Regions from separate parts of the Mus musculus genome. Here regions 2, 3, 4, 5, 6 and 7 are each linked to region 1. Evidence: chromatin contacts called from public HiChIP or PLAC-seq and promoter capture Hi-C data. All regions are on one chromosome and are shown on one strand. Each heading gives the region's core, a stretch centred on a gene start, on an enhancer-like site or on the middle of the called end of the contact. The rest is flanking DNA. Distances are from core to core; before and after follow the strand shown. Region 1 holds the start of Ap1s1 (adaptor protein complex AP-1, sigma 1). Region 2 holds the start of Rasa4 (RAS p21 protein activator 4). Region 3 holds the start of Polr2j (polymerase (RNA) II (DNA directed) polypeptide J). Region 4 holds the start of Lrwd1 (leucine-rich repeats and WD repeat domain containing 1). Region 5 holds the start of Orai2 (ORAI calcium release-activated calcium modulator 2). Region 6 holds the start of Prkrip1 (Prkr interacting protein 1 (IL11 inducible)). Region 7 has its middle 10 kb from the start of Ppp1r35.

What was found. Promoter capture Hi-C pulls out the DNA fragments that hold promoters and counts their contacts. HiChIP or PLAC-seq counts read pairs in DNA pulled down with a chosen protein or histone mark.
Region 2: a contact with region 1 is called in a promoter capture Hi-C map of liver, with 2.7 times the contacts expected there. The contact joins the promoter of Rasa4 here to the promoter of Ap1s1 in region 1. A contact is called at or near these places in 2 of 39 promoter capture datasets (liver and pre-B cells) and 2 of 115 datasets of contacts at active chromatin or transcription factors (bone marrow-derived macrophages and pancreatic cancer cells).
Region 3: an HNF4G HiChIP or PLAC-seq map of pancreatic cancer cells shows a contact between it and region 1. The contact joins the promoter of Polr2j here to the promoter of Ap1s1 in region 1. A contact is called at or near these places in 1 of 39 promoter capture datasets (pre-B cells) and 2 of 115 datasets of contacts at active chromatin or transcription factors (large pre-B cells and pancreatic cancer cells).
Region 4: a promoter capture Hi-C map of liver shows a contact between it and region 1, with 3 times the contacts expected there. The contact joins the promoter of Lrwd1 here to the promoter of Ap1s1 in region 1. A contact is called at or near these places in 2 of 39 promoter capture datasets (liver and pre-B cells) and 1 of 115 datasets of contacts at active chromatin or transcription factors (large pre-B cells).
Region 5: a contact with region 1 is called in a FOXA1 HiChIP or PLAC-seq map of pancreatic cancer cells. The contact joins the promoter of Orai2 here to the promoter of Ap1s1 in region 1. A contact is called at or near these places in 3 of 39 promoter capture datasets (hematopoietic stem and progenitor cells, hippocampal neurons and liver) and 2 of 115 datasets of contacts at active chromatin or transcription factors (large pre-B cells and pancreatic cancer cells).
Region 6: a contact with region 1 is called in an H3K27ac HiChIP or PLAC-seq map of large pre-B cells, with 5 times the contacts expected there. The contact joins the promoter of Prkrip1 here to the promoter of Ap1s1 in region 1. A contact is called at or near these places in 1 of 39 promoter capture datasets (pre-B cells), 1 of 484 Hi-C or Micro-C datasets (B cells) and 1 of 115 datasets of contacts at active chromatin or transcription factors (large pre-B cells).
Region 7: a promoter capture Hi-C map of neural stem cells shows a contact between it and region 1. The contact joins the enhancer-like site here to the promoter of Ap1s1 in region 1. A contact is called at or near these places in 1 of 39 promoter capture datasets (neural stem cells), 1 of 484 Hi-C or Micro-C datasets (embryonic stem cells) and 3 of 115 datasets of contacts at active chromatin or transcription factors (bone marrow-derived macrophages, fetal liver and pancreatic cancer cells).

What each region holds. Positions count from the first base shown.
Region 1 is chr5:137,044,680-137,047,505 of GRCm38.p6, forward strand. Ap1s1 (adaptor protein complex AP-1, sigma 1) reads right to left here and starts at 1,429. Exons shown (of 5, transcript NM_007457.3): 1 at 1,329-1,429. The coding sequence starts at 1,331.
Region 2 is chr5:136,082,495-136,085,320 of GRCm38.p6, forward strand. Rasa4 (RAS p21 protein activator 4) reads left to right here and starts at 1,422. Exons shown (of 21, transcript NM_133914.3): 1 at 1,422-1,683. The coding sequence starts at 1,619.
Region 3 is chr5:136,115,301-136,118,126 of GRCm38.p6, forward strand. It overlaps Polr2j (polymerase (RNA) II (DNA directed) polypeptide J), which reads left to right and starts at 1,391. Exons shown (of 4, transcript NM_011293.2): 1 at 1,391-1,505. The coding sequence starts at 1,453.
Region 4 is chr5:136,134,629-136,137,454 of GRCm38.p6, forward strand. It overlaps Lrwd1 (leucine-rich repeats and WD repeat domain containing 1), which reads right to left and starts at 1,446. Exons shown (of 15, transcript NM_027891.4): 1 at 1,244-1,446; 2 at 1-105. The coding sequence starts at 1,323. Alkbh4 (alkB homolog 4, lysine demethylase) reads left to right here and starts at 1,517. Exons shown (of 3, transcript NM_001347492.1): 1 at 1,517-1,666. The coding sequence starts at 1,550.
Region 5 is chr5:136,169,234-136,172,059 of GRCm38.p6, forward strand. It overlaps Orai2 (ORAI calcium release-activated calcium modulator 2), which reads right to left and starts at 1,423. Exons shown (of 3, transcript NM_178751.3): 1 at 1,305-1,423.
Region 6 is chr5:136,197,473-136,200,298 of GRCm38.p6, forward strand. It overlaps Prkrip1 (Prkr interacting protein 1 (IL11 inducible)), which reads right to left and starts at 1,482. Exons shown (of 6, transcript NM_025774.3): 1 at 1,303-1,482; 2 at 308-386. The coding sequence starts at 1,428.
Region 7 is chr5:137,767,209-137,770,034 of GRCm38.p6, forward strand. It overlaps a transcript of Tsc22d4 not described here. Among named protein-coding and RNA genes, the nearest start is that of Ppp1r35, 10 kb to the right of the region's middle. Within about 2 kb of position 1,438, at least 5 of the 459 cell types and tissues checked have an H3K27ac peak or open chromatin away from gene starts, as enhancers often do. A contact at or near this core is called in neural stem cells, where this site is marked.

The DNA.
Region 1 (2,826 bases), core at 179-2,678:
CACCACGCTCGGCTTCCAGTTTCTTTAAAGCGTTCTTTTATATTCTTTTACACGTATGTGTGGGGCACCCACGTGCCATCACTTACATGCAGAGGTCAGAGGAGGAGTCAGTCCCCTCCTTCCACCACATGGCTCCTGGGAATGACCTCAGGTTATCAGCCACCCGGACAAGCTGAGCCGTCTCTCTGGCCCTCTTTTCTGTCTTTCTTTTGTGAGACAATGTTTCATGTAGCACAGGCTGATCTCAATTCCCTAAGTAGCGAAGGCTGCCCTTGGTTTTCTGATCTCCCTTTTTCTTACCTCTGAGTACCAGGTTACAGGTGTGCACTCTAAGGCCTGACCTTTCTTCTGAGACATCAGGTGACTGATCACTGGGTCCCTCAGACAGGGGCATAGTCACCCTGGAGGGCTCTCCTAGGGAATGTCTGTGGAATAACTAGCAAGCAGAGTCCTCACTGCTTCCCGCATGGCCCTAGTTTTATTACCAGTTGCAGAGGTTCCTCATTCCATATCCTGAACTCAATTCCCAGCAAACAGCTCTGAGAACATGGCCCGGGTTGGGATATCTGTGTGTGTCCCACACTTCCAGTTTAGCAGGTTAAGTTAAAAGAAAACAACACCCCAGAAGCTAGAAGTAAGTACTGTTGGTGGGGGGGATAGGGAAGGTGAAGAACTGAGGGAGTCCTGTGTAGTTAAGAAAAGGAGGTGACAGCTACAGCAGGAAGGCCTGGGTTCCGGAAAAGAAAATGCCCCGGAGAGGGTGGAGAGCTGGGATTGCCAAAGTAGGGAGTCTTCCAGAGCCTAGGTCCCCGACGGCAAACCCTAGAGCCCACCTGAGCCAGAACTCCGGGTGAGCTGTCAAGGAAGCGAGACAGGAGGTTCACTCCAGAGACCCGGAAACTGTTCCCTCCCACACCGAGCTCTCCATGGGCCATGCTCCAGTGTGGGCCTCAAGGGAAGGGGTTTCGGCGACCTGCAACCATCCCGAGTGACCCCGGCGCCCCAACCTCGTGCCTTCCCTGCGGCAGTGCCTGGGAGGGTCTTAAAGATTCCCAGAGTCCCGAGCGCTTCTCCAGGCTCGGGACAGTCCCGCCACCATTCAGCTCTAGTCCCCTCTCTCCTAACCAGCAAGACTCCTCCCAACCCCTGTCCCTAGTGCCATTTCCAGCTTCCGAGGTCAGCTCTCTCCAGCAGCTCCAGGAAGTGGATCCTTTGCGGACCACAGGGAAGACAGGGCGACTCCCACAAAGGGCAGCCCCCCTCCGGACCCCTGCAGGTACAGCCCACGCCCCTCGGGTCCCCGTCCCCTCCCTCTCCTCACAGCCTACCATCCTGCAGCCTCCAGCCCGGTGCGTCCCTCTCCGGCCACCGTAGAAGCCAGCTCCACTCCCAGTCGGATTCTTTTCTTTTCCCTCCCTCTCCGCTTGAAGCCCCGCCCCAAGGCCTCGCCGGCTCCAAGCACGGACGCATTGCGCAGGCGCCAACGCTGCAGCGACCCACCCCCATCTCATCCGGCGCGCAGGCGGGGCTGGAGGCGGAGAAGCGGAAACCATGGCAACCAGGTCCTTGACTTCAGTTTTGCAAAAGCCTGGTCGTCATGGTAACAGGGCTGTCTTGGTGGGTTGATTGGAGGATGGGAAGGGAGGGGGTAGAGGACAATGAGGACTTCGAGCTTTGGAGCATTTGTGGGGGAAAAAGGCGGGAAAAGGGTGAGAGGTGTATGCACGATCTTTGGAGCTGATGAAGAAGTTGGGAGGAATGATGTGGAAAACATCAGTCAGAGGGTGGTGATGGGCAGGATGAGGGAAATAGAGACCGGTAGGCTAGGAGAATAAAGAGTTCAAGGACAGCTCAGGGTTCCAGAGCAAGCAAGATCCTGTCCCCAAAGCAAACAAGGCAGGTGTGGTGGTGTATCCTGTGATCTCTACACTTGGAAGGCAGAGACAGGAGTTCAGCTGCAGCTACATGGCACGGTCTTGACCACCCAAGGCCACAGAGAGCCTGTCTCCAACAACAACAACAACAACAAAAGTGACACAAAACAGTGCAGATATGATGGTTCGGATTGTAAAGATGTTTCCCCAAACCCACAAGGTGGAAAGAAAGAACTGACTCCTGCAAATTGTCCTCTGACCTCTGTATAAGCAAGCACCCTAGCTTGTATACACCACACACACACACACACACACACACACATATATACACACACACACAGACAGACAGACATGGTCACAGGCAACACAAAATACACTTGTAAAATGTAATCTTAAAAAAAAACTAAACCAGGGATAAAAATCAGGGATAAAAAAATTGTTGAAAATGGGAATACTGTAACAGGAATATAAAGAATGGGAGGAAATTGTAAATTAAGGAGAAAGGGGAAGAAATGAAGAGAATCTTATAGTATTAAAGGGGTGTGGTGTAATCCCCATAGCCAGAAGGCTACAGCCAGCCTAGACTACACAGTGTGGCTCTGTCAAGCAAGCAAGAGTGGGATTCCAGAACTGGGTGTGGTGAGGCAAGTCACAATCCCAGCCCTGCAGAGGCTGAGGCAGGAAGAGCAAGAGGTCATGACCAGTTTTGGGGCTATGGAGGAATATGTGTGTGTGTGTGTGTGTGTGTGTGTGTGTGTGTGTGTGTGTGTGTGTGTGTACCAAACTGGATGTGCTGGTATACACCTATTATGTGATTATTTGGAAGGTACAAGCAGATGTACTAAGATCAAGAGTTCAAAATGACTCTTGACTACATAGCTAGTTCATTTTATGGACTGAGACACAATGTCAAAAAAAAAAATCGTTGAGCAACAAAACAATTTAGCCAGGC
Region 2 (2,826 bases), core at 172-2,671, 960 kb before region 1:
CAAGCACCTACAGTAGGTGGCTCCAATTTCAGGGGGAATCTGATACCCTCTTCTGGCCTCCAGAGGTACTGCATATGTGCACATAGCATAATAAAATCTGGTGGAGTGGTGCTGATGACGCACCCCTTAATTCCCAGCACTTGGAGAGGCAGAGGCGAGGGGAATCTCTGTGAGTTTGAAGTCAGCCTGGTTTATAGAGTTCCAGGACAGTCAGGGTTACTCAAAGAAACCCTGTGTCAAAAAAAAAAAAAAATCTGTATGTATGTCTGTATCCCCAATGGAATCTTATTTTGGGGTAAAGAAGAATAAAATGATGTCACTCGTAGCAGAATTTTTGACCAGGACACTCAAGGACCTAGGTTTGGTCACCAGTATGGGCAGCGATGGCGGGCTGGAATGCAGATCTAGGGCTAGGTAAGTATGGTTCACTTGCTAAACTGCTTTGCAAGCAGAAGAATCACTCGTTCCCAGGACTAATGGATAGCTGGGCATGGTGTTGAACTCTTGTAAAGAACTCCAGAAGTGGGCAAGATGGAGAAAGGTGGATCCTGGAGTCTCACTGGCCAGCCAGTCTAGACTACTGGGGAGGTTTCAAGCCAATGAGAGACCTTGTGTCTTACAAGGTGGGGCAGAGGAGATGGGTCAGTAGAAAGACTCCTGCCCAAGTCTGATAATCTGAATTTGATCCCTGGGACCCATTTGGTGAAAGTAAAGAAAAGATTCTTGCGGGTGTCCTCTGATTTCCACTTGGGACCACAACATGTAAGCCACACCCTAATCAATCAGCCAATAAAAAACAAAAATTTTAAAAAGGTAGCCAGAGCCTGGAGGTGGTGGTGCAGGCTTTTAATCCCAACACTTGGGAGGCAGAGACAAGTGAATCTTTGTATTCGAGCCCAGCCTGGTCTGTAGAGAGAGTTCTAGGACAGCTAGGGCTACACAGAAAAACCCTGTCTCAAAAATAAATAAATAAACAAATAAATAAATGGTGGACGGATCTTGAAGAATGAAATCGGAGGGTGATCTCTGGCCTCTACCTGCACACCTGAACACACACGAAACCACAATACAAACACGCCCCAAACAATCCTGTTTTCCAGATTTGATGTCCTCAAACTTTCCCAACTGCCTGAGTCTTCACATCTTTCCAGGTCTGTCACAGACAAGTTACTCCCAGCGTGCGGCCATTAATGGATTTGCAGCTATGCTGCACACCCAGGTCCCTCCGTGAGCCTGGGCTCTCTCTCTGAGAATCGAGAGCACCAGGAGGGATCCTGGTGGTGGAAGAATCTCCGGGTGCCAGCAGCTACACTTCGGGGCAGGCCCCGCCCGCCCTCCCTTCCAGGTGGCCAATGAGGGACGCAAGCCGCATAGGCCGCGCCCATTCTGGGCATCCAGGACGCTGATTGGTCCTTCCATGCAGTGTCTCCCCGCCCCCGCAGGAGGGGCGGGGAGGGGTGAATGGAGTAGCGGAGATCCCTCAGCCCCAGCGCTCCCCTCTCTGGCCTCCGCACCCGCCTGCCTGCAGCGCCACTCGCACTGTTCCCCCTCCTTACCCCGAGAGGGGACCCATGAGTCCGAACCCCTCCCCGCCAGGCCTCCACGTCGCCGACCCGCAATGGCCAAGCGCAGTTCGCTGTCCATCCGAATCGTAGAAGGGAAAAATCTGCCCGCCAAGGACATGTGAGTAGTGGGTACGGGTGGTGGCCACCCCAACTTTGATGGGATCCCCTTTTATATACTTGACCTTTGCGGGGGGTCCTTAGGGCTTCCCCACAAGGAGAGCAGCGGAGAGGATGTGGCGTGTACAGCCACGGAGGGGGACTGGCTACGAAAATGGGGACAGCGAGATTTGCTGTGAATACCTGACAGAGTGGAGGGGCAAGCTAGAGGCGGAGGGCTAGAGACAAGGGAGGGGCTTCTCCACCTGGGAACAGCAGGAAGCCAGGGCTCATAGGGGGGCAGGAGTTTTAAAAGACTGAAACTGGCACTGGGATGGCATCGCAAGAACTGCCCAGGGTGTGGCTGAAAGGGGCGGAGTGTCCCCCCCTCTCTCTGTAGTTTGGGAGTCCATAACAACCCCAAGAGTTGTCCGCCGGACTTGTTCGCTATTCGCTATTCATTTGGGCAAGGCATGCAGGTGTGAAAAGTGGGGGTGGGGGTGTAGGTCAAGGGGACAGGAGGGATGCATAGAGGCAGGATTTAGAGTCTCCCTTGACTTTGCCGGGCCTCTCCCTTTAATCGCTCCCTGCAAGGCATTTCTCCTCGGACCACTTTACAGATTAGAAAACCGATGCCGACAGACAGGAAATGTTAGCTGGTGGTGTCAAAGCAAGGTCGTGAATCTAGGGCTCCTAAAATGCATTACCGTCCTTCATAAAGCTTCCTCTAATCCATCGCCAGATTTGGGGAGCTTTCGGACACCCCTTTGTCACACTGTTTTTAGTGAGTTCCCGAGGTCAACTGCGTGACTCCTAGAACGTGTCTCGTGGCTTTCTTATGTCCTCATTTGCAAAGATTCAGTTTCCCTTTCTGGACCCAAGTGCTTGAAATCCTAGTGTCGGGGAGAAGCCACGATCATAAAACCGAAGAAAGGGCGGGGCAGAGGCCTAGGGTTCAAAGTGCGCTCCGGGTCCCGGTGGGTTTCCTGGCTACAGAGAACTGAGAATTGGGGAGGTGTGTGTGTGTGTGTGTGTGTGTGTGTGTGTGTGTGTGTGTTCATCTCTCCGGCGGGCAGGCGGGCTCTCCCAGCACTCTCAGTGCCAGGAGCGGTTCCAGTTCAAGGCCCCCTGGGCCTGAAGAGGCCAGCTCAGCAGTTGCCATGGC
Region 3 (2,826 bases), core at 141-2,640, 930 kb before region 1:
GCAGGCAGCTTTCTGAGTTCGATGCCAGCTTGATCTACAGAGCAAGTTTCAGGACTGCCAGGGTTGCACAGAGAAACACTTGTCTTGAAAAACAAACAAAACCAAGACAACAACAACCAGAAGCAGCCAGGCGTGGTGGTCCATGCCTTTAATCCCAGCACTCGGGAGGCAGAGGCAGTCGGATTTCTGAGTTTGAGGCCAGCCTGGTCTACAAAGTGAGCTCCAGGACAGCCAGGGCTACACAGAGAAACCCTGTCTCGAACCCCCCCCCCAAAAAAAAAAAACAAAAAAACAACCAACCAGAAGCATCTTAAGGAAGGGTATACAATGCAGATGTCATAGCAACAGGATTCCCAGGCAGCCAAGCACACTGCATCTGCGCCAGGAAGCTGTAGTCTGACTCCTGAGCCTCTAGGATGATGCCATACACGTCTGTCTTCCTCAGTCAAATCTGTCTAGAATCCCAAAGACAACCAAACGTTCTTTATTATGGTTATGATTATTATTCTCTATTGTGAGTGCACACATGTGTAAATGCATACCGTGAAGGGAGGTCGGAGAAGTCTGTTCTCTACCACCACGTGGGTTCTGGGGACTGAATTTAGGTAATCAGATTTGGTCACACTCCCCCTTGCCCACTGGGCTGTCTTGCTGGCCCCTCCTAGGGGTTTGTTTCTAGGATGATTCTAAATTTCATCCGGTTGACAAGATGAGCCATCAGGGAGGCTGGAGAAATGGCTCAGCAGTTAAGGGTCTTACTGCTCCTGCAGGGGACTGGAGTTCGGTTCCCAGCACCCACTGGGGCAGGGGGGGCTCACAACCACCTGTAACTCCAGCTCCAGGTGACCCAACCCTCTTCTGGTCTCCAAAGGCACCTGCATATACGTGCCCATACAAGATATGCAAATAAAAATCTTTAAAAATAGGAAAAATAAAAGATTGCTACAGAGACCGCTGAAAAATGGCGAGGTGCAAAGCTTTCATCGTGTTTTTAGTTACCTGTGTGCTCAAGAGAAGATGCGCTGGTACCCCAAGCTCCTCCCCAACCTTTACATCCCTTCTTGCTCCACTGGTCCTCATCTAGAAGGCCTCATAAGTCCGCCAGTGTCGGCCCACCCGGGGGTCCTGCAGCAGCAGCCCACTTAGACTCTTAGTCCCATTCAGTCGGTACCGGGGAGCCAGCTACAGGTGGCTCAACTCCGGGCGCGGGAGCACGCGCCAAAACACTCAGCATGGACGCCTCGAACAAGGGTTCTAAACTGACGCATGCGCACGGCTCGCCCTCAGCCTTGCCTGCGCCTGCATTAGGTCATCCGAGCCGCTAGGGGGCGGGGGCCAGGTGCTTACACTGATTGGCTGCGGCTGAGAAATCCGGAAGTGGTCGCGCTTCGGGGCTCTGTTGGCGGAAGGAGACTGTGGGTTGGTGTCGGGGAGCGAGAGCGCGGCGCTAGGATGAACGCTCCTCCGGCCTTCGAGTCGTTCTTGCTCTTCGAGGGCGAGAAGAAGTAAGTGGAGGCCGGCGGAGGCGGGGACGGTTGCATAGGAGCCTGCCGGCCGTCAGCTCCGCTGGAGCGCCGCACTGCTCCTGTCTGGGGAAACCGAGGCGGGAGGCGGGCTTTGCTTTGAGTCTTCCGTGCTGCTCAATGCGAGTCTGCCCAGCTTCAGGCAGCGGCGCGAAGCACTGGCGCGTGCATGCATTTTGCAGTGGGAAATCGGAGGCTCTGGGACATGGAGTGTCTTGCTCCAGACACTTGGTTCATGATGACAGCTGTGAAGGGACAGAGACACAGCTCTCTTACACTCCTCAGCAACCTGAGGGTTTCTCCTAGATTTTCAGGGATCCCGACTTAGGCCAAACCCGGGTTCGTGGCTCCACGCTAAAAAGAATTTCAGGACTCTTCGGTTTAGTGAAGCAGGATTGGTGGGTTTTTAATTAAAGATACTTTAATATGGGCTTAAGCAGGAGGGTTCAGAGGAAGAGAGCGCTAAGAAAGTAAGACAGACGCAAGTTGGGTCTGTGTGCATTCAGAGAGCAGGGGGAAGTACTTTGCACTCGAGTGGCTACAGGTTTAGAGATTAAGCATCTAATTGTCTTTTGGAGGTAGGGTTTCTCTGTGTATCCTCCTTGACTGTCTTGGAACGAGCTTTGCAGACCAGACTAGCCTCAAACTCAGCGATCCACCTGCTTCTACCTGGGATTAACGGCCTGAGCCACCGGCTCTGGCTTTATGTAATTGTCTTAATGGTAGCCAAATACACTCTTTTGATGACTCAAAGTTTGCTACGAACCCTTCTCTCTTGTGTAACCCTTCTCTCGTGTGTGTGCCCCTTCTTGGAAGTCAGCTTAGTCTCTATCTCAGTGGGAAAAAGGTATGGAGGTGTGCTAGGAATCGTTTGTGAACCCCAAAAGATCATTAAGGAGCCGTTTCCATTAGGGTCTCTTTATCACAAGCTCGGGCTTGGGCTCTCCTCCAACCCAACCCTGACACAACAGGACAGGAAGAGAAGGCAGAGCAGCCTTGAACCCAGGACAAGGTTTTCTAGGGAGTGGGAGTGACGGGGTATGGAGCTTGGCAGGTATCTAACTGAATGTCTGTTGTAAGCTGACAGGTGGTGCTGTGAAGGGAGATGAACAATCACAAACTATCTGAAAGTAGATCTGAAGCAACCAGACTAATCTTTGATTAACTGTTGCTAGGGAGTAACTCTGGGGTATGGGCCAAGGGACAAGCCGTGAGGTCCTTCCTGGTACTTGGTTGCATCTTGGGTTCTGCTGTAGGTCAAGTTCTCAGGCTTTTTTTGCGGGGGGGGGGGGGGGTTCAAGAC
Region 4 (2,826 bases), core at 196-2,695, 910 kb before region 1:
AGCGTCTCCAGCAAGTTGTTAGAGAGGTCAAGTTCCCTCAGCTTCTTCAGGCGCCCCAGGAGATTGGGATCCAAGTGCTCTGAGAGCAGCTGCAGCCCCGACAGACTGGGGTGAGGGCAGAGAGCAAGAGAGCTGAGGGAGCGGGCCAGACCCTCCCATTAATTACCCCATCTGTCCCAGAGGGATTTCCACCAACAAAGTTCTTGTGCAAGCATGAAGCTTGCTTTAGACTTGGCTAGCCTGAACTATGTAGACTAGGTTGGCCGCAAAACTCAAGAGATCCCATCCTACACAACTCATTGCGTAGTCCAGGAAAGCCTTGAACTTAACTCTCCTCCCCCTACCCACGTGCTGAGATGACAGGCATGTGCCACCCCTTGGGAGCTGTTCAGGTGTTGATAGGGATGGAACCCTAGGGATACTCAGGCTCTGTGCATGTCTAGTAAGCAATGTAGCAACTGAGCTATGCCAACTGTTCTAGCCTTCTCACTTCCTAACTTACCTTTCTATGTATTACAGAGTGTCTATGTATCTGTGTGTGGTGTGTGGATAGGAATGGGCACAATCAAAGCGTGATTAAGGGGGTCATGGTTTTAGGGAGCTGCTTTGCTCCACTGTCTGGGCCCAAGGGATTGAATTCAGGCTTGATGACAGACAGGCACCTTTATCTGCAGATCATTTCTGTGGCCCATCTTCCCTCCCTTAAAGAGTACTTTGTTGCCGGGCAGTGGTGGCACACGCACGCCTTTAATCCCAGCACTTGTGAGGCAGAGGCAGGTGGATTTCTGAGTTCGAAGCCAGCCTGGTCTACAGAGTGAGTTCCAGGACAGCCAGGGCTACACAGAGAAACCCTGTCTCAAAAACAAACAGGCAAGCAAACAAACAAAACAAAATGACTTTAGAGCCCAAGACTTCCAAGTTCCTTCTTGTTTTTACTAGTTCCTGCTAGCCCGTTCCGTGCTACACAGGATCCCTCAACATCCCTTAGTATCTCATCAGTCTTTCCACTCCGCGCAAGGCTAAGGGCGTTCGCTCCAAGTTTATCTGACGCCGGGCGTTGGCTGCCAATCTCCCACATCTCCGTTTGGCGCGAGATTCGACTGGGGCTCGAATCCCGGATAACAGAATAACCCGGGCAGGAGGAGGAGACGGAGGGGTCTGAGCCTTGCATTCCGCCCATCAAACCACCCTGGCGGGGAAGAACCCCACGCCCCGGATCCGCTTCAACCCCACATGCTCTTACTTCAAACTCTGAATCTTCCCCAGCTTATCCGTCTTGGGTCGCCCACGTTGCAGGAGCAGTTGCGGCGTGAGAGGAGCCATGGGTGGCCGAGGGCTCAACCGAACCCGCGCCTCCACGAAGTCCGGTCGCTAAGGCCCGCTGCCGGGGAGCCCAGGAGGTGGCGCACAACAAACCCTTTGCGAGTCCGTTGCGACCGGAAGGAAGTAGAACGCCAGCCTTACGCCCCACCTCCTGCTTCTGCGATGACTACAACTCCCAGCGGCCCCTGCGTCTCGCGCCTGCGCTCTTAACTGATCGGAGGACGCGATGGCGGCGGCGGCTGAAGTTTCTCTTTTGCAGGAGTGCGGCTGTAAGGGCATCCGGACCTGTCTTATCTGCGAGAGACAACGCCACAGGGACCCGCCCTGGCAGATCTGCCTTCAGGTACGGACTAGGAAAAGAGTCATAGCCAGAAAATCTATTCATCTTAATGGGAAACTAAGGCCCAGCTTGCCTGTAAAACAGCCAAGGACCAAAGCCTCGCGGTAGGTGAGTTGTTTGGAGCGCTTATATCTTCAATATTCACAAAACCCAAAAGGTGGACCAAGTGCCATCGGCTGATTAATGGAAGGGCGGGGAAATGCTGGTGCACGCCGAGATCTCTGCATTTGAAAGGCAGAGAGGCTGGAGAACGGACCTCAGCCGCCCAGCAGGTTTTAGGAGTTACCTTGGCAGTAGGGAAGCGGCTGTCACACATCATCTCTGTGACTTTGGGGGGTGAGGGGTGGGGGTGGGGGGCAGTGGTAAATAACTTGGACTGAACGGGTCTGGTTTTGAGTGAGCTTCCGGAGCACAAGGGAGACTGCATGGAAATGGTAGGGAGTGCTGAACACTAGGCCGCCTGTATTAGACAGGGAATGAGCGACTTAAGACAGCACAGGCAGCCGGGCAGTGGTGGCGCATGCCTTTAATCCCAGCACTCGGGAGACAAGAGGCAGGTGGAATTCCGAGTTCGAGGCCAGCCTGGTCTACAGAGTGAGTTCCAGGACAGCCAGGACTACACTACAGAGAAACCTGTCTCCAAAACAGGCTTTGATTTGGGGGAAATTTTTTTGGGAAAACAAACCTGTATGAATCAGCTTTACAGCCGGGCAGTGGTGGTGCATGCCATTAGACTTAGCACTTGGGATGCAGAGGCAGGCAGATCTCTGTGAGTCCCAGGCTAGCCTGATCTACATAGGGAGTTCCAGGAAAGCCCATCTTGAAAAACAAAAACAAATCTGTCTTACAAGATACTAATAGGATCAGGAGTCAGGTAGGCCAGGAAGAATGTTAAAATGTTTCCCTTCTAGCTCTCTGTTGACCAGGCTAACACCTTCCATCAAAATGGGCAATGGATGGATGAATGAATGAATGAATGAATGAAAAATAACTTCAGAGCATTTGTATGGCCCTGGCAGTGCTGTAGCAAGTTGCTGGGATGCATAGCCAGGGGAATGCTTGAGTAGAGGCCTGAGATAGGAGCTGTGGGTGGCTGAGGCGACAGACACTTAAAGAGATCAAAGGGGCCTGAGCCAAGTTTTTTGTTTTAGTTATTTTCTTTA
Region 5 (2,826 bases), core at 173-2,672, 880 kb before region 1:
CCTTCCTTCCTTCCTTCCTTCCTTCCTTCCTTCTATTTTAGTTGTTTGGTTTTGTTTTTTTGAGACAGGGTTTCTCTGTGTAGCCCTGGCTGTTCTGGAACTCACTTTGTAGACCAGGCTGGCCTCGAACTCAGAAATCTGCCTGCCTCTGCCTCCCAAGTGCTGGGATTAAAGGTGTGCGCCACCACGCCCGGCCCTTCCTTCTATTTTAGATAGGGCCTTATGTAGGCCAGGTCAGCCTCCAACCAAAAATATAACCAAGCATAGCTTTGAACTCTGGATGCTGCAAGGGCTGAGATCACACACCTGCTTTGCATGGTGCTGGGGTTAGAACCCAGGGTTCCTGCACGCTAGGCAGATTTTCTAGGGGTTCCATCCACAGCTCCCGCTGATCCCCTTTCTATTTTTGGGTTTGTTTTGAGACAGGGTCTTGCTGTGTAGCCCAGGGTGGCTTGGAACTTGGGACTGTCTCACCTAATCTCCTGCGTGCCAGGATGGCAGGCATCACCAGCTTCTGTCACAAGTCCATTCCTTATACTCAGAGGGCCTATCTTGGTCCAACCCTTGCCCCATGGGGAGAAGCAGAGTCTGGCCTACAAATTCCAAGCTCAGGCCAGAGGGGGCGGTGAGACAAGATGGAGCCCATAAGTCTGTCAGATAGCACCCACCAACTCTAAGATTGCTAGGCAGACTGAACCTTTTTTTTAAAAAAAAAATTATTATTATTATTAAAATGAGGAGCAGCAGAAAGATTAGGTCTGACAAAAAAAATTAAAAAAAAAAAAAAAAAGCCAACCCACGGCAAGGCTGTTAGACGAGCATTTCTCTTGCCAGGTTTGTTTGAAACTGTCTCAGGCAGCAGGTTATGGAGTCTGCCTGTTTTAACTTCCTCTAAACATCTGGGGCACGGGAACTGTGTCTTGTCACCCACGCGCCTGAGAGGTGGCAGTGGCCTGCCAAAAGCAGCCACCTGCATCCCTGTCCTATACTCTAGGGAAGTCCCTGCGACTGCAGGACCCGAGAATCAGCTGGCAGCCCCGCGCGATCCAAGTCTTCTGACACTGCACTCTACCAAGGAAGTCAAGGGATTGGGGTCACCAGGCCATCCCTCTGCCTCTCATCAGCCTGTCCCTTCCTCTCCACGCCATGCCTGCCCAGGGAGAAGCTCCATCTCCTCCTGTCCAGTGTCCCTGATCCAATTTCCCCGCGCCCCTTAGCTAGGAGGGGACCCTCTCCTGTTCCCCTTCAGACACCCCCCCCCCCCAGACAAGGATGGACGGGCCCACCCGCGGCCGAGCACTCACCCTGACTGTCCAGCCCTCAGCGCGCTTGGCTCCAGCTCACGGCTCCGGCTCGTGGCTAGCGTCTGTGTCGCGGCCGGGTGGCCCGGCGGCCGGGCCAGGGCGGAGGACCGGCCCCCTCCCTCTTTCCGCCCGCAGCCGCTGCCTAGGCAACACTGCGCCGCCGTCACGTGACCCATCCGTGGGGCCCTGCCGCGGACCACGTGACCTGAATAGCTGGTTGGGGACCGACCCCTCCTACAAGATCTAGGGGTCTTCACTTCACAAAGTGCTATCATCCTCGTGGGACCCAGGTGGGTGGGTCCAGGCGTGGGAGAGCGCTGCTCCTAGCGAGTGACACTAGGGGATACCCAGCATCTGTCGTGGGCAGCATAGAGAGGTGGGGACAGGGTGTGAGTGTTGCAGAGTGGGTAGAGGCGTGCAAGAAAGGCTCAGCCTGGCTATATCCTGGTTTTCTCAGCTTGTGCAGTGACACCATTCTACTGTGGTCACGCAGGTAGGTGGCTCTTGGTTCCAGCAAGGCTGTGAGAACCAAACAATGCAAGGGACATGTTCTCATTGCTGAGCTCTGGGCACCTCATGGATGGCAGAGAAGGGTCGTTTGGACGCTGCGGCGAGGCATGCCCTGGCGAACACTGAGGTTTTACAACTGAGAAACTCAAACAGGAACGGCTCTGCAGGAAGTATACACTAAGTATACGCTCAGCGCCCCAGTGGGTGCCTCGTGGCCCCTCAGAGTGCTCCCTATTTGCCCGGTACGCTTCTGCTTGCACGCTCTATATAGGATTTTTCCATCTGTCGCAAAAGCATCAGACTGTGACACATTAACCCAAAGGAAGGAAAAATTCCACTCGTATCCAAATTTCCTGACAACTGGGAGTGTATAGATGTGACTGTTAGCAGTTTCCGCTTGGGTTGCCAAGTCAATTCACTTAGGATAGGTGAAAGCAACTCCTCCCTCCTGGCGCTGACCCCTCCTGACAGCGTGGGCCATCATAAGGCTCCACGTGTGCCTACATAAGAGGGTCTGAACCTGCGGGAGCCACGCACTCTCAAGGCAACTGCCTGGCGCCTGCAGAGCTGAAGTTTGAGTAAACGAAAACAGGAAGGAGACACTTGGTAAACTCCAGCCATTGCATCATGGATGACACTCTTTCAACAAGGGGTTTTTGCTTCTTGCGGTTATTAGGAAGCTTAGCTTTGGAGTAGGACTTTCCAGCGCCAGGCACTGAGGTTCCTCCACCGCCAGCACAATTATCTGGCATGCCTGGGCAAAAATGAAATGCCAACTGTAATTACCAGTCTGCCTAGGAGCCGCTTTGCTAACCAAACACAGGCAACAGCCCTTACTGTTGTTTGACTCACTTCCTCCTTAGAAGGGAGGAAGCCATGGTATCTGTCCTGTTGGAAGGAGGGTCGGAGGTTGGAGGATCCACAACCCCTGCCCCCTCTTAGGATCCCAGGGAGCTGACTAGGGGTTACCCAGAAGGTTCAGGTCCAGAGCAGTCTCTCCTGAGGGCACTGC
Region 6 (2,826 bases), core at 232-2,731, 850 kb before region 1:
ACTAATTTTCCTATCAAAGATCTAGTTGACAAGAAAAGAAAATAGTGTTTCATATTTCCCCTTAAAAACTATAAACCCGGGGCTGGTGAGATAGCTCAGTGGGTAAGAGCACCCGACTGCTTTTCCAAAGGTCCGGAGTTCAAATCCCAGCAACCACATGGTGGCTCACAACCATCCTTAACAAGATCTGACTCTCTCTTCTGGAGTGTCTGAAGACAGCGACAGTGTACTTACATATAATAAATAAATCTTTAAAAAAAAAACAAAACAAAAACTATAAACCCCTGACACCCATAAGAGACATTACCCATGACATCTCGGACAAATTCTGGAGGCGCTCGAGGAGCCCATTCATTCATTTTCTCTGGAATTGGAACTGCTTTGTCCTGGAACAGTTAAACAGAAAAGCATCTATGAACATACACTTGCTGAGGAAGGTACATCCCGTTTGACGATCTCAACTGAGCACGCTTCTCAAATCTGGAGCTGACTGAGTGTAGTTCTGCTGCCCTGGCCTTACTTCATCCACTACACCATGGGGTCTAACGTGGGCCAAAGTTCTCCTGCGCTAAACAAGTCTGGAATCTACGTCACTAAGAGACGAGCCAACCTCTTCTAGTCAAAGATATGAGCTGTCTGTTTTACGAGGCCCATTGAAGAGGTAAAGAGTGATGTGGTCCAAATTTGGCGTCCAATGCTTCTTTAATAATGGCTGCTATTTGGAGTTGTACACTTTTGCTAAGACATCGATTCTGGGTTTTGTTGGTTTCTGAGATAGGTCTCACTGTCTAGCTGATCTGAAACTCACTACGTAGACCACGCTCGCCTCGAATTTGTAGCAAACTTCTGGGGTCAGCCACCAGAGTGCTGGGATAGCAGGTGTGCACCACCATACCCAGCTCCCACCGCTTTGGTTCATATATTAAAATAGAAAGGGCTGTGAAGCAATACTGAATAGTAGCGCAGGGCTGTCATCCCAGCTCGTAGGGAAGATAAGGTAAGAGGAGCCGGGATGCGAGGAGCCCGGATGCGAGGTCTGCCTATCTTACAAAGCCGATTCGGTACGGAACGTGGACAGCACGAGCAACGCCATGATACCGCAAACAGCAAACTAAGAAAAAGGAGGGTGTGGAGGGCTGGGCAGCGCCTTCGTGCAGCTACGCTGTAGGACAAGAACAGGAGCGAGGCTCCCTCCACGGGGCCGCCCTCTCCGCCCCAGGGTTGCTCTAGGGGGACTGAATGTAGCCTTGCTCGGTCTGGCGGCGGGGTGAAGGGACTGCGCCTCGGCCCACTTCCACTCACCGGGTTCTTCATGAGCCGCTCCAGCTTGAGCTTCTGCTCCTCGGCCGCATTCTTGGGGATGACCAGCGTCTGCGGCTCTTTCTTGGGCCTGGGCGGTCTCACAGAAGCGGCAGCAGGACTCGCCATAGCCGCTCTCCTACTCCTTTACGAAAGCTGCCGGCGGCCGCTCGTATTGATGACGACAGAAGAGCGCGCCAACCGCGCACGCGCACTCTCAAACCCCCGGGGGGAGGGGCGCTCTCCTGAGGCGCATGCGCACTCTCTCCTCGGAGGTACGAGGCAGTCCTAAGCAGCTTGCTTGAATATTCATGAACGCGAGGTCAGTGTGGTTTATTTTGATCATAGCACTTTAATTTCATTTCCTGTTTCAAAACAAATCAGGGCTGCCTGATTCTCACATCCGGAGAGGAAGAGACGGCCTTTAGTGATGATGAGTGGGCTGGCCCCAGGCGACGTCTCAGGTCCCCAAGGACTTCGCACAGCTTGCTCTGGGACTCTTGGCACGTCCCTCCCAGTTTCGCTCGCTCCTGGGCTTTGTCTTTTTTTTCCGTTTCTTTTTTATCTATTCTACTTTCTCCCTACCCCACTCTCTCTTCCTCCTCCTCCTCTTCTCTCCCCTTCTCCGCCCTCTCCATATCGTCTCCTTCCCTCCCTCTTTTCCTTCCTTCCTTTCCTTTCCTTTTTTTTTTTTTTTTTTTTTTTTTTTTTGTTTTTTTGTTTGTTTGTCTTGTTTTTCAACACAGAGTTTCTCTGTATATCTCTGTCCTGGAACTTGGTTTGTAGACCAGGCTGTCTTCGAACTCTCGGAGATCCGCCAGCCTCTCACACCCCGATTCCTATAATAATCTTATAATCTCCTTTGTAACTGAACTCTTAAGACAGACCCGATCTCCTTGGCCACGCTGAAAGTACAGCGCCACCAGTCGAGCCTGAGTATGTGAGTCTGTTTTAGAATAAAGGAAGTTGCCATTCCAATCTACCTGACGAGGAATTAACTTCAAGTCTTTCACTTGAAGGTGAAAGTAATGGAGAATGATGGAACTGCGGCCTTCTGGTGGTGGAGTGTTTTGTTGACCATGCGTGAGGCACTGAAGTAGCTCCCTATAGTAAAAGATGTTAAGAGCCAGCAGTGGTGGTGCAGGCCTGTAATCTCAGCACCCAGGGAGTTACAGGCAGATGGATCCCTGAGTTCAAGGCCATCCTGGTCTGTAGAGAGAGAGTTCCAGGACAGCCAGAACTACACAGAGAAAGCCAGTCTCAAAAAACAAACAACAAAAAAACAAGCAACAACAAAACAAGCAACAACAAAAACCCAAGATGGTAACAGTAACATCTTGTAGGCAAGGAAACTGAAACAAGTCCTTTATTAGAAGAAGCTTATTAGAATGAAAGGGCCTCAAAGCTGACTGTTGCTGGAGATGGAGGGAGAACAATAGACAGTACAGTATATGGATCTCTGAACGTGGTGGGGCCTTAAAGGGAGCAAGAGGCTTCCCTTTGGAACCTGGAGAGGAGCTTCATTAA
Region 7 (2,826 bases), core at 188-2,687, 720 kb after region 1:
CCTGATGTTTGATCCGATACACTAAGCTATTCCCTTTGCCCCTGTGTCTCACAAATTATTCTTACTGAAAGAAAATAAGTTGCTTGGCTGTGGTGGCTCATGTCTTTAATCCTACCACTTGAGAGATAAGAGGTAGGTGGAAATCTCTGTGACTTCAAGGTCAGTCTGGTCTACAGAGTGAGTTCCAGGACAGCCAGGGCTACACAGTGAAGTCCTACCTTGAAAAACCAACACCCCCCCCCCAAACAAACAAACAAACAAGCAAAAATTGAAAAGAAAAGAAAACAGGACAAGGTGACATACGTCTGTAATTCTGGAAGTGGAGGCAGGAGGAGTCTTCAAGTTTGGGGCTAGCCCGAGTTTTTGATAGTGAATTTCAGGCCAGCCTGGATTAACAGCGTGAGACTTTGTCTTAAAAGCAAACAAAACAGAAAGGAGAACAAATGGGTGAAGTAAGACAGGGAAGCGGAAAACGAAGGAGAGGAGCGAGAGGAAGAAATAAAGAAAATGCCTAAAATCTCAGCACTCAGAGGCTGAGGCAGGACTATGAATTTAAAGCCATGAAACATGGAACCTTAGGGCAAACATAAGGGCAGGAAGAGTCAACACTTAATGCAAGCTGAAAGGACTTCCTGGAGGAAGTGATGCCTATGCTAATCTGATGGAGGAGGTAAAAGGCGTCCAACCCTTTGCTGTTTATTTGCTGGTCCACCTATCCTCCTGTGACACCCCCTTATTTCTTTCTTTTACAGTCTTCTATGAGTGCTGGCTCAGTTTCCTCCCACACGAGGACCAGGTCGGCATTGGGGACGTCAGAGGCTGAGATGCTGCGGGAAGTGTACCTGGTGCTCTGGGTCATCCGCAAACAACTAAGAGAGCTGGCCCGCAGGCAGGAGAGGCGAAGACGGCGCCGTATGTGGTCTCATCCCTCCCATACTTCCCGTCACTCTGAACCAGTGCAGGGCCTCAAACATGATGCCCGAAGTCCTCTTTAGGCAGGGGAGCCCCAGATCCTTTGAAAGCCCCCACCTCACTCTTACGGAAGATTGACAGGAAGGGTTCAATGGCCATCAGGCCAGAGCTACTGGTGAGGAGACATTCGACCATACTGCCACATCTCACTGGAGCCCCAAGACCAGGCCTGGGGTCGAACACACTCCCCTTCTCTGTGTTTATTCAATTTGTAAAAAAAAAAAAAAAAAAAAAAATTAATATTGAGAAATAAATACCGGATATTTCTGAGTAGATGTAGTCTGTGGTCATGAATGAGAGGCAGTGAGGAGACTTGGTGGGGTTGTGGTATATGTGAAGAAGCACCCACTAAATGTGTGTGTGTCTGGGGGGGGTTGCAATTATGCATGAAAGTAACCCCTAGGTATCTTTTTTATATGTCAGAAGTGGACCAGTCCTACCCTTACATCTCTACACCCTCCTAGGAGATGAATTGCCTTTGACTGCTCTGCCTAGCCAGTAACCATAGCAACAGCATCATGCCCACTGGGCAGCAGCCCTGACTTTTGTTTTGTTTTTTTGGTTTTTGTTTTGTTTTGTTTTTCGAGACAGGGTTTCTCTGTATAGCCCTGGCTGTCCTGGAACTCACTCTGTAGACCAGGCTGGCCTGCAACTCAGAAATCTGCCTCTGACTCCCAAGTGCTGGGATTAAAGGCGTGTGCCACCACGCCGGCTGCAGCCCTGATTTTTATCCCAGCAATTCTATGAGATAGGGTGGTCTAGGGACCATCCAAGGCCCTCCAGTTAAGGATGTCTGTGTGTGTGTGTGTGAGTGTGCGTGCGCATGGGCGAGTGAGTGTCGGATCCCATGGAGCTGGAGTTACAGGCAGATGCAAGCCATCCAGAATGGGTGCTAGGAATCGAATTAGCCCTCTGTAAGAGCATCAAGGGCTTTAGCTGTCGAGCAGTCTCCAGTCCTCCCTTTTGTTTTTGAGACAAAGTCTCAGGTGCTGCCATCTGGCCTCCAACTCTTTATGTTAGGATGGTAGACAGACATTTTACCAACGAAGCCACATCCCTAGGTGCCAGCTTTTTAGTTGGTTCTGTTACATTTTTAATCATGTATTTTGTTTGCACTGTATGTATGTGTGTGAATGGGTGGGTACCATAGTGTTCATGTGACTAGACAACAACTTGGCAGGAATGAGTTCTGTCTATCAAGTTTACCACAGGGATTGAATTCAGGTTATCAGGTTTAGTAGCAGCGCCCCTCCCCCCCCCTGCCTTTTTTTTTTCAAGACAGGGTTTCTCTGTGTAGTCCTGGCTGTCCTGGAACTCACTCTGTAGACCAGGCTGGCCTTGAACTCAGAAATCCACCTGCCTCTGCCTCCCAAGTGCTGGGATTAAAGGCATGTGCCACCATCCAGCTTGGGACAGGCCCTTTTACCTAGTAGGACAGAATGCAGACCAGGTGGGACTCACTATGCAGATTGAAGATGATCTTGGACAACTGGTCCTTCTGCCTCAGTCTCTTATATGTTGTGATGGCAACAGTGTAATATGGGGCTTGGAAGTTGTAATTCTGAGGATACCCATTTGGGGCTGCAGAGATTCATCTGTGGGGAAAGAAATTTGGTTCTACTGCCTGTACCCTACTGAGACCTTAGGCAATGATGCTTCCCAGAGTTGTCTGGAAGCTACATAGACTCTGAGCAAGGGTAGGGAAGACTGAGGTGTGTGTGTGTGTGTGTGTGGGTGTGTGTGTGTGTGGGGGGGTGTGTGTGTGTGGGGATGTCAGGATGGGCTGAGGAGGCCAAGTAGAAGCTGTGACTCATTAGCTGAGAGGAGCACTGTCCTATGAGGGGGGTGGGTAGT